Linked DNA regions of Mus musculus: region 1 is linked to region 2. A link is a contact called in public promoter capture Hi-C data. All regions are on one chromosome and are shown on one strand. The core of a region is the stretch at or near the end of the contact, and the rest is flanking DNA. Distances in the headings are between cores, read along the strand shown.

What was found. Promoter capture Hi-C pulls out the DNA fragments that hold promoters and counts their contacts.
Region 1: a promoter capture Hi-C map of second pharyngeal arch cranial neural crest shows a contact between it and region 2. The contact joins the enhancer-like site here to the promoter of Tom1l1 in region 2. A contact is called at or near these places in 10 of 39 promoter capture datasets (the 3T3-L1 cell line, the C10 cell line, cranial neural crest and 5 more) and 2 of 115 datasets of contacts at active chromatin or transcription factors (embryonic forebrain and embryonic stem cells).

What each region holds. Positions count from the first base shown.
Region 1 is chr11:92,153,801-92,160,012 of GRCm38.p6, forward strand. No RefSeq gene overlaps it. Among named protein-coding and RNA genes, the nearest start is that of Kif2b, 580 kb to the left of the region's middle. Within about 2 kb of position 3,546, at least 2 of the 459 cell types and tissues checked have an H3K27ac peak or open chromatin away from gene starts, as enhancers often do. A contact at or near this core is called in second pharyngeal arch cranial neural crest, where this site is marked.
Region 2 is chr11:90,685,679-90,691,681 of GRCm38.p6, forward strand. Tom1l1 (target of myb1-like 1 (chicken)) reads right to left here and starts at 1,923. Exons shown (of 16, transcript NM_001357543.1): 1 at 1,835-1,923. The coding sequence starts at 1,892.

The sequences.
Region 1 (6,212 bases), core at 2,296-4,795, 1.5 Mb after region 2:
GTGATCCTTCAGAAGTAGAGAAATGGAGACAGTGTGTGGAGAAATATTGTCTTCGCAATAGGAAAATCTTGTGCAGGGATTTCAATCCCCTTTGCTTTCTAGTTATTTTTCCTTTTAAGTAGTAAAAGTAAATCCCAACTGAGGGCATGGTTTTCTCGTGGCAACAAGAAAGGCATGGAGGGGACATTCCGACATCAATCTACCCCACAGTTTGGAAACTGGAGTGATAAGATAGGTTGCTAGGAAAGCTATTGGATATACAAAAACTTGAAATTTTGTCACAAATGCAGGAAATTTAAGCACAGTTATGAAAGAGTGGATAAGGTGAAATGAGAACTGAATGGTTGCTTCTGAAGTGAAAAAAAGATAGAATTTGGTATGCCCATTGAAGTTCTTTAACACCGAAAAGAATGTAGAATTTGACTGTGCAAATTAGTATGTTTCTGATTCTTGTGCCTTCTTCTAAACTGTTTTTTTCCTTCCTGCATGCTACAATGCTGGGAATTATTGAGTTTGATTTATTCTGATAAAATATGAATCTTAAAAAAATTCTATAATATTATGAAGCCGCTTTTTACGCAGAAACTAACATTTGTTTTGTTTTTTACTAAAAGCTCAAGAAACCTTTGTAGTAAAGACAAGAGAGATGCTGATGATTTCTATTCAGCAAAATCAAGAAGATAATCTCAGAATCAAATCAATACGAAGTCGATACACACTCAGACTGGCTTTGGACTCATAGCAATCCTCCTGCCTCAGCCTGACAAGAATTATGATCAGAGGCGTGAAGCAGTACACACTGTGCTTGAGTCTAACTTTCTTATAGATCCTTGTGTAATTGATTTATCAAGTGAGTAGTTTGTAAATTGATCCTAGTATCATTTTGAGCTAGGAAGCATCGCCAATATGCATTACCCTGTGGGGTAGATCTATGAGGATGGAAAGATTCATACTTAGAAATAAAGTTCTTTGACTTTTGTGATTTTTCTGCAAGTTAATTTCCATTTGCACTGCATTTCTCCAGCTTCCCATTACTAGGAAGACTCACACTGCCTGAATATCACTTTTCCTTGGCCCTGAGTGCCAGAAGTTGAATATCCAGTAGCCCTAAATCACAAGGACAAGAGAAAGACTCCTTGGATAGATTCCCAACTGTGCATTTTTATTAACTTACAAGAGATGCTGGGTTTGACTGTATCCACTTTAGAAATCAGTACTCATACCTTTCCTAAACCGTTGCCTGAATGCATTTGATCTAGGAAAAGATTTTTATTAAAGCAAATGAGTCTGCAGGATGTCCTGATCATGACCAAACTTGTCAATTGTAGTAGATGCCTCCCTCCCCCGGGAAACTGAGGTCCTGCTGTTTGCCAAGCATTTTCTTTAAAATGGAGAAAAGGAAAGGAAAATGGCTTTTGCTTGTTAAAAATGAAATACTTATTAACAATAATATATTTGCGTTTGTGTCTGTTTTGTCCAAGGGTTGGGAAAGCACCCAGGAATGCAAATTAGGAGGCCAGAGGATGATGCCTGGTGTGTTCTTTGATGCTTTGACAAAGTCTCTCACTGGATCTGTAGTTCACCATTTAGTTTAGGCTCACTGGTCAGCAACCCATGGGGATTAGTCTGTGACTCAGCTCTATGACTATAGGTACATGTTACATCAAAGAATGTTCATGGACTAGGGATCTGACCGCTATCCCCATCCTTGCTTTTACCCACTGAGCCATCTCCCCAGCCTCAAGAATGAAAATTTGTAAGTAATTACGACCAGGCTGGCCTCGAACTCAGAAATCCACCTGCCTCTGCCTCCCAAGTGCTGGGATTAAAGGCATGCACCACCACACCCAGCTGTCTCTTTTTTATTTATAGTAAGTTAATTTACTTCATATGTAACATTATAACATTGATGTATTACTTTACATGCTTCAATTTTTAAATCTATTTTATTTTTAATTATGTCTCAATGTTTGGGTGCAGGTATGTGGATGTAATCCCTTCCGATCTGGAGTTACTGTCAATTGTGAGCTGCCTCAAGTGGTTGCTTATAACTGAACATGGGTTCTCTGGAAGACCAATAAGGTTTCTCAACCATTGAGCAAGCTTTCAAGCTCCCCTTGATTCCTTTTATTTCAAATGATATCTTAATTTTATAAAAGAATCTACTAAAACTCTCTTCAATGAAAGAAGAGTTAGATTCTTTTTCTCATTTATTACAGACAGCAAGCCCTATTGTGTCTTTTTGATGATAAATCTTTTTCGTTATCATTTTTCAAGTAGAGGAATTACAAAAGAGCTTTATGTAGACTAGATCATGGAAGTGGCTACAAACAATAGTAAAGAGAACAGTTTGTCTGGAGCCAGTGAGATGGCTCAGGAAGGGAGTCCCTGACCAAGCCTAGTCACTTGGTTTCCATCTCACAAGGTAGAAGGTGAGAAAGGATTCCTGCAAGTTGTCCTCTGAACTCCACACATGTGTCATGGAAGCCATATGCCCAACCTGTACATATTGAACATAAATAAATAATTAAATATGTTTGTTTCTCATTTTACATCCCACTCACTGTCCCCTGAATCCCCTTCCACAATCCTTCCCCCATACCTCCTCCTCTTCTCTTTTCAGTGGGTGTGCCCCCCCCCCCCCGGTATCTCCCCTACCCTGGCGCTTTGAGTCTCTGTGACACCAGTCAGTAACTCTCCTACTGAGGCCAGAAAAGTTAGCCTAGCTAGAAGAGCATATCCCATGTACAGGCAACAGCTTTTGAAGAAAATAATAGGACTATCTGCCTATGATCAACAGTAATAGCACAGATTGAAATTGGCAAAGTTATAGAAGAAATATTTTCCATTTACATGAACAAAACTGTTTATACACTTTTCACTCTGTTTAAAATAATACCTTTATTAGCCAGGTGATATCTATAACATGTAAATAGCAAAGCAATTAGCAATTGTACAGGGGAAACCATTTGGATTATCACTGGGTAAACAAAATCATTGGCTTAATCCCTTCTCTGCTCTCCATAATGTCTTTTGGCAACAGGCTGAAGTAGTGAGAAGGCTGGGTGGGCAGCATGTGTTGCAGCTTATGTACAAGTGTGGTTTACCCCTTAGCTATAACAGGTGCTGTGCCTGAATCAAAGTTCAGAGGTCTCTTTCAGAGAAATTGAAAATATATCAAAGTTCAATTGAAGAACAATTAAGTAATCTTTCTACCAGTATTACTTTTATTGTGCATATCTCACTGTAAGTCTATAGAATAGGTAGATATTTAGATATGAAGATAAAATATTTGTGGCTTTACCTTGGGTTGTTTGATTTATTTTCTTAAGGTTCCCTGTTCTCTGGGCACAAAGGTAAAAATGTTCTTTTCCATTGAGCAAAAGGCTTGAGGAATACATTTCCATCACCTGAAGATGTTCAGAGACAATAGGCAACATTCCTATTTGGGCAGGTAATTGCAACCAGCTTTAGCTGGGCTCTCCAAAACTGAAGGTTGCTGATCTTGCACTACAAAAAAATATTTTCAGCTGTGAACAATTAACAAACTCAGTGGACCAGGCGAAAGTGCAGCCCTCTCTTGCACAATTCAGCTGCCAGCACTACTTTGACAGCTATATAATTACATGGACCATAAATTACGCTCCGTAATCACCTTGTTTATAATTTCATTCCCTGTAAATTAGTAGTGTAATGAAATGAGATTTCATAACCACCAGATGCAGAGAGAGCTGCTCACCAGAGACTCCAGCAATGGCTGAGAGGCAACCCCATCCCAAGAAGAGAGATTTTGGTGGGCTGCTGTTAGCTGGACGTATCATTGGCAAGTCATCTGACGCTTCCAGCTTGGGGATGCCAGTGACATTCAAAGAACTCCAGCTTGGAAACAGGATGATACATCAGCAGCTGTGGCCTGTAGGATACCCTGTTTGAGAGGAAACTTACTTTTAAAACTTTTATGTATCCGTGCATTCCCAGAGATACCGTAGATAATGTATTCAGTGATTACTCAAGAGTCTTTGTTGAGATTAGTTTTAATTGAAGCACTTTTCACAATTGTATTTACTGCACACTTCACTGTGCATAAGTAGGTGGCCTCTTTCTATATGGTGGTAATACAGTGATTGAAAATGAGAGTGTGTTCTATATAGTAAAGTTTTCTAAGATTATTGCTTCATGTTACTGGGGGAATGCCAGGGCCAGGAATCTGGAGTGGGTGGGTTGTTGAGCAGGGGAAGGGGTGAAGGGAAAGGGGATTTTCAGAGGGGAAACTAGGAAAGGGGATAACATTTGAAATGTAAATAAAGAAAATATCTAACAAAAGAAAGAAAAAAATATTTTGTATCATGCCCAGTAGTATGAAAGAGAAAGAAATATGAATGGAAATAATAAAAATACTGGTCTTAGCTCGAGGGTTTAGCCAGTAACCTGACTACTGAGACATAGCTCCCTGCTATTTCATAATAAAACAGTTTTTAGAACCGATAGCATACAACTGGGAATTATACATTTTTAAGGAAAAGAGGAACAAATGAACAGTTTATAATTCCTGCTGTCTTCAAGCCAGAGCCAAGACAAGTTATTTGCAAGAGATTTATTAGAACTGGAGCCATTACTACAAGAATTGTGCTGCGAGGAAAAATACAAATTATGTGCCACTGTTCCTAACTGAGTTGGGAGGAGTAAATGCATGATTCCAGAGCTTTAATTACCTACAGGAAAGTGAGTCGGTTATGCAGTGCCTATTTTAATTACCATCTGATTAAAATTAATCCTAGCAGGGAAAGCAGAAAGTGACAGAAGGAAAGCGAAGTCTGAAGGTTAATGTTTGAAATGCCACCAAGTGCAGACAGGTAAAGAAAAGGTTGATCTGGCTGAAGGACATTGACTAGCCAGCTATGTGATCTTTAAAGTGTGTTTCTAATATTTCCTGTTTTCATAGTTCAAAATTGGATAAAATTCATGTCAATAATCTTGTCACTAGTGATGTTTATTCCCATTTCTTTATTACTGGGTGTTGTGTGTGAGTGTGAGTATGACCATATGGTTTGGTGTGCCTGTGAAGGTCAGGGAAGCGTTGGACACTGATCTTCAGTCACCATCTTGTCTGAGAAAGAACTTATTCTACTTTCCTGCTGGATAAGCAATTCTGGTTGGCTGTTGAGCTCCTGGATTAACTTGGCTTCACTCCAATGTCTCCATAAGAACAATGGGATTCCAGCTGCTACACTGCTTTGCTGTGCTCCAAGGGGGTCCAAACTCAAGTCAGCAAGTTAGGCAATTCTCACATTGCACATGGAGAAATTTCCCAATCCTGAAGCCATTTAGATATTGATATTATCCTTAGTTAGAGATATTTGAGGTCAAATAAAATTATTACAGGAATCACACAAAAAAGTTGTTCTTGGAACTTTGAGGCTAATACTCAGCGATTCTTTCAAGGATAAACCTTCCACGTTTATTATATAGTAGTCACATAGAGGGCTTTGTGCCAGGACTTTTACAAAATGGAGGATATCTAAAACAGATTTTGAGTTCTAGGAAGGAAGGAAGGAAGGAAAAAACAGCAGTGTAATAAAACATGATAAAGTGATTTAATGTAAACTGTCACACACACACACACACACACACACACATATATGCACATGTGTATATGTATGTATATATTCTTGCTTATCAATAACATAATATATATATTTATCTCGCTCTGATCGAGTATTTTAAGAATTACAAAAGTAAGTGAAATAGACATTTAAGACCTACAGATATTATCACTAACTTTTGAACACAATGTCTGCCATAGTGCACCACCTATATACTATGCATGATGAATGATCAAACACAACATGCTATGCTGACATTTCCATTTCCAGTTGCACTAACTTGGGAAGTAAGAGAAGAGAGTATTGTCAGAGCCCAAACATTTTAAGCATAGATACCTAGGAAGCCATTTAAAATAACAACAAAAATCTCCCTGGCTTTATAATGGCTAAGAAGAACACCTCATGTACTAGCAGCTGATAGATAATTAGAACGAACTATGTAAAACAGAATTAATAGTCTATAGCCTTCAGGCTGATGACAAGAGAAATTCTGACATGGAATCAGTCCATCTGAACATGACACATTCACAAGGGGTTTAGCGAAAATTAGTAGAAGTTAAAAAATCCACGGGTATATGATGAAGAAAAAAAATCAAACTATTGGAGTGA
Region 2 (6,003 bases), core at 673-3,172:
AAAAAAAAAAGGCAGAGCTAGCACAATTACAGAGCAAGATGGCTTCCGGCATCAAACTTACACCAGGCAGATTTACATACTCACACCCTTGACATTTCCTTCTCTAGATGACTTCATTAAGGACACAGGACCAGGGTCAGAAAACCGCTAACGCAGTGGGTCTCAACCCTCCTAATGCTCTGACTCTTTAGTACACTTCCTTATGTTATGGTGACCCCCAACCATAAAATTGTTTTCACTGCCTACTTCACAACTGCAATTTTGCTAGTTATAGATTGCAACGTAGATATCAGTGTTTTCCCACGGTTTTAGGGGATCCCTGTGAAAGGGTCATTGGAACCCCTTCCCCAAAGGGTCTCAACCCACAGGTTGAGAAACATTACTGTACTGTCTGCCTGCTTATTGGCATCTATGACAAAGATACCCATGTACGGTGCAAACCATAGTGTGTGGCTTTAATGGGGTTCTAAATGGACAAAGCTGGGCCATCTTGCTCGTGTCGCTAGGCACACATTGTTCTTCCATCTGGATACTTCTTTCTCTCAACATGCTCATTCCTAGAGAACTCTTATTCACACTTCAAAGGCTGTGGCCGAGTTCGTTTCTCCCTTTTTTAAAGTTTTGTTTGCAAACTACGTGGTATCTTTCAGTATTATAAGGGTATCTTAACAGTGGATGCTGCAGAATATGGCCATTCTCCTTATCACCAGGTAAGTTCCCTGGGGGATGGGACTATGCCTTCCCGAAGGCATCCAGCTAGTAGTTCTAAATGTTTTCAAAACTAAGGGATAATCGGACATTGCCGAAGTGCCTTTTGCCTGCGAAGCTTCAGCGAGGATCCATTTCTGCTCGGAACTCGTTCTAAGACATACTATTCAGCAAGGAGATGGGCAGTTACAGTGCTTTTCCTAGAGGGCAGCTCTCTTGCAGTATTGTAAAGATGTGGAAACTCAGGTTTAAGTTCAAAGGTGCGGCCCATCCCCGCAGCAGTTAGTTTAACTTACTTCCAATCTAAACTTTCTGAGACTGAGTCTTAGAACTACCAGGTTCATAGGATTTCATCACCCCACCAAGTTCCCAACAGTTTGCCTGTCATTAATACACCCTGGTGCCACACCCTGTCCCCAAGGGAGGGGGCAGGGTAAAGAAGGGAGCTGAGGTGGCAAAAAGCCAATTGTATGTAGTCAGTGACTTCTGCATCCACCTCTGTAATTCAGAACACAAACACAAGGGATAAGGAAGGACCAGGCTGGCTGGATTGGAGGGTGATGCGTGGTCTAAGAGCCTCAGTGACTGCAGACGGCCCCTCTCCCAATCTCCCTCTTTAAGCAAAAGGCCGGCTCACATCGCTTGGGCTGTGCGCTGGAGAAAATTGGTTTGGAGAAACCTGCCTCTCAGGGTGAGATCACGTCAATTAGCGTCTCAGATCTCTCTTTCTGGTCTGTAAAATGGGTATAACAATAAGGTGCTGAGAGTGGACGACGCACTTTATGAAGAACCTTCCCCGGGTCAAGAAGTTTCCACTTTCTCCTCCCAGCGGTCCCAATACTCCACGCAGTGCTGTGCTGCGGGCCACCTGCTTGCTCCACTCGCCCAGCATTTTGAACTTTGCATTTTTTTCGGAGAGGTTCTGGTATGAGTGAGCCAAACTCAGAAAGGTGGAAAGTGGCCGCAGGTGGCACGCAGGTGGCGTGGGAAAGCTGCGGGGGAGGGTAGCATTTCCTCCGACTTGGTCCAACTCGCCCCCCACCCTCCAATCGAGAATGGAGTGGAACCGGCAAAGCTCCCACGGTTCCCCAAGCCAGCCGGGATGTTACTCCCTGCGCCTCCTTACCTATGAGGTGACCCACAGAGGTAGCGTAAGGATCGCGGTGACTCTTCCCAAACGCCATGGTAGCTCCAGAGAGCCCTCCCAGGAAATCCGCCTCCACCGCCCTCCGACTCCACCCGCTCCGTGCCCGAGGCTCCTCCTCTCCGCTCCAGCGCTTGGCTGCCGCGGAGAGGCGCCAGGCAGCGAGCAGGGCGGGGACCCGGGGGACTTGGCGCACCTGCCGCGTGCTCCTGGCGCTTCCCGCACCTCGTGACTCTAGGTGGGCTGGGAGCCCGGGTGGAGTGATGTGACTCCGCACCCCGGGCCTGCGAACTCAGAGTCCAGCTCCAACATCTCCACCGCAGGGCTGAAGACCGCTCCCCTCTCTTTGGAGACTAGACAGTGTGGGATTAGTTGCTAACACAGACTCGAGGGTTATTGCTAAGGTTTATTCAGACAAGGACATAGACCTCTCAAGTCACACACCTCCAGAACAATGAGACTTCGCCTATCACCACTCCGGAGGTCCCTGAACCGATTTTTGCGCCCTACCCTTTAAATCTACGGAACTGGGAGGAGGATGGGCTGTCTAGGAGAGCCAAGACCTCCCTTGAGCCCGGGCTTTGTTTTTCACCCGTTTCCAAGAGGGACCACGAGGCGCCACCACACAAGCTTTTGGCTTCTAGCTCTATCTCCTAGGAACCCTGCTTTCCAGCCTTATGGTGAAAGGAGAGAGGGGCCTTTCCTGGGGCTCTGGCAGGAAATATGTTTGGTATGTAAATCCACATTAAGAAACCAAACCTCTCTGTTTCTATTTGAACCAAGATTTCTTTTTCCTTTTCCGCGGCACGGCTAACATCAGATACCCATGCTTCTGATCTGTAGGATGCCTCCTGAGACGATGGGCTACTCTGCTGGTAGATTTTGCTTCCTGTAGCTAACTGGGACTGAGCTTCACATTAATAGTGGGTTTATTCCCCCCACCCCGAAATGGTGACTAGAAAGAGCAGGAGGACCTGGCCTGACTCATGTTTTTGGTCTTCCATATTTTAGCATAGATGTCAAAACCAATTACATTATGCTCCAAGTGGCTATCATTTGTTGTATTGATCCGGAATCTTCCTCCACCTCCCCCTGTTTGTCCTCCTCCATGAGTGAGTTAACATCGGGATCCTACAATGTAAAATACGGCATTTTTGTTATGATGGTGTTTCTTATGATGAGGTCAGTCCTACCTGAAATAGGACATGCCTATCAGGCTCACTAGCTGTTTCATGTGGTGCGATCTCTCCACTGTGGCAGTCAAGTAGTCTTTACAGCTGATGTTGAAAACCTCTTTTGGCTCTCTCAGCAGCCTGATCTCTGTCTGTCCCTAGCAAATCATTTTGCCTTCATTGCCGTGTGTGATGGGGCAACATTAAGAAGAAAGTCAAAGGCTGGAGAGATGGCTTAGCAGTTAAGAGCACTGACTCCTCTTCCAAAGGTCCTGAGTTCAATTCCCAGCAACCACATGGTGGCTCCCAACCATCTGTAATGGTATCTGATGCCATCTTCTGGTGTGTCTGAAGACAGCTACAAGTGTACTCATATACATAAAATAAATAAATCTTTTTTAAAAGGAGGTGGAGAGGAGAAGGTCAAGTTCTGCCTAAGCTGAAGTGATGATGACTTTCTGTCAGGAAAGAGAAGTTGGATGGAACCCAGGATCCCCGTAGATCATTTATCCCTGCTTCTACCGAGAGGGTGGTTAGGCTTTTGGTTTTCCTCTGCCTGATTTCCTTACATGGCAAGATTGAGGGAGAGCAGGAAGAATAGTAGCAAGGAGTGTGTCCTGGGCACAGTGGCTGATGACTGATCTCTCTCAGCCACTGTCCTTCAGGATGTCGTGATGTCTGTAGCCATGTCTTTCTACGCTCTGTCACTTTCTCCATGATCCTGTTCTTCCACAGGCGTGATTATCAACCCAGTCAATGTCACTGCGGTCTGGGAGAAGGCTGTTAGAAGTCACAGCCAAGTTGAGGTCAGAAAAGAAAGATTCTTCTAAACACACAGTAAGGATTAAATATCGAACTAACACTGGGCTGGAGGCGTGGCTCAGTGATGAAAAGAACTGGCTGCTCTTCTAGAGGACCAGGGTTTGATTTCCAGCACCCACCTGGCAGCTGACAGCCATAGGCAACTCCAGTTCCAGGGAATATGACACTCTCTTCTGGCATACAGGAGCACTAGGTACACACATGGTGCACAGAAATGCAAGCAGGCAAACTACTTATCATATATAAAATAAAATAACGTTTAAATACATGAATAAATTGGTAGACACTAGGAAACCTTACACAGTTTCAGTTTTAAGAATTCTCCCTAAGCAACTTTAATACATGCTTATGTATAATATGTGTGTGTGTGTGAGTGTGTGTAGGTATGCACTGTGCCACACTCTCTGTGTGTCTCCTTGTCTCTGTCTCTCTGTTTCTTCTGTCTGTCTGTCTGTCTGTCTGTCTGTCTGTCTGTCTGTCTGCCTGTCTCTCTCTGTGTGTGTGTGTGTGTGTGTATTTGTGTACTAGTCAGAGGTAAACCTCAGAATTCTGTTGTTGTTGTCAAGTCTCATAAGCCATGCCAGCCAGTCCAGGAACTCCCAGGAGGTTTTCTGTCTCTGTCTCCCACCTCACTACAGAATCGCTGTGATTGCAGATGCATGCTACTGCCCGCCCCCCCTCCCCCCGCCACCGCCCCATGGTTTTGAAGATTCAAACTCAAGTCCTCATACTTGCCGTGTATGCAAATGCTTGCACGCTCACCAAGCCCTCTCCTCAGCCTTGCTAATCATTTTCATATGTGTAAGTCATGACACTAGGTAAAAATGAGCAAGACTCTACTTTTCAAAATGTGTTTAATGCCTGCAACTAGAAATCTTTTATTACTGTGACATAAATTTCATTTTCATAAATGAGCTGAGATTCAGGAAGATAGAACTGTTAAATGGCGTGGCTACATTTTGAACTATGCTTGTCTGATTCTGTAGCCTGTATGACTGCCAACACTTGAAGCGAATGCCCGAGTGCGACCTTTAGTAGTTAAGGGATTCTCTTTGATTCAAACTGAGGCCGTGATGAATGGGGTGAGCTACTTCACTGTCACAGAGTTCTGCGGGTTTTTTGTGTTTGCTCAAGAATGCTAATGTGCTTTTTGCTAGTACCATAAATTAGATGTATTCTATACTCATTACATGATTAATCCCATAGTAAGTATGAAACCAGATTTCACAGATTAAAATAATTAATGCAGATAATTTTTCACATAGCCATGCTGTTAGTTAAAAAAAAAAAAAATCTAACTCCAGATCCGGTGACTCTAAGCACTGTACTATATCACTGTTTTGTGGTCCCAGATTTTAAAAAGTAGATTTGGGTGGGGTGGGGTCTGTGTGTGTGTGTGTGTGGGGGGGGGCACTGCTTTCAGAATGAAGAGACCAGAACTGGTAAGCATATGTGAATGTAAATTGAAAGGTACTTTATCAGAGTGAATCTCCCCAGCGGTTCTGTTTCTCACCACTGAAAATTTTAGATGGTCAGAGCTAGCTGTGGCTCTCGAAGTCACACAGTCTCTGTTCCCAACACTTGAGAGTGACATCCAATGTAAACGAATAACTGGCTCAAGGTCATCCAGCACCAGAAGAGAATGAGTCAACATAGGGAGGTTAAGCGCAAACTGTCCACCCCCCCCCCCCACGTGTTCTCTGTTCCAGCATTGAAATGTGAGCCCTCAATCCATCTGCGGTATCTTCTTTAGCACTCTCTCTACTCTCTCCCATTAGGATGGCTTTTGTTGCCAACCCATCCCTTCCCAGTTGTGCCTCGGTGGAAATTGGCTTCTGTAGCCCTGTGATAAGTAACTCCAGCAGCCGGCCCCACTCTGTTTTTATCTCTGTGTGAGGTCTTTCCTCCTTCTTTCCTCCAGGTATACCTCCTCCCTAACGTTCTTCTCTGCTATTCCCCAATAGTCCTCACCTGGTTCCATCTCCCACTCTGCCGTGCCAAGCCTAAGCTTCCATATCTTCCCATAGCCTTTGCTTCCTTTCTCCCCTTCCCTCCACCACATTCTCCTTTTCTATTCTTTCACAAAGAAGTCTTTTCTGACCATTCCCGCAAGAACTGAGCCTTTCTTTCCTGCCATACAAAAGTATGGCTACAGCA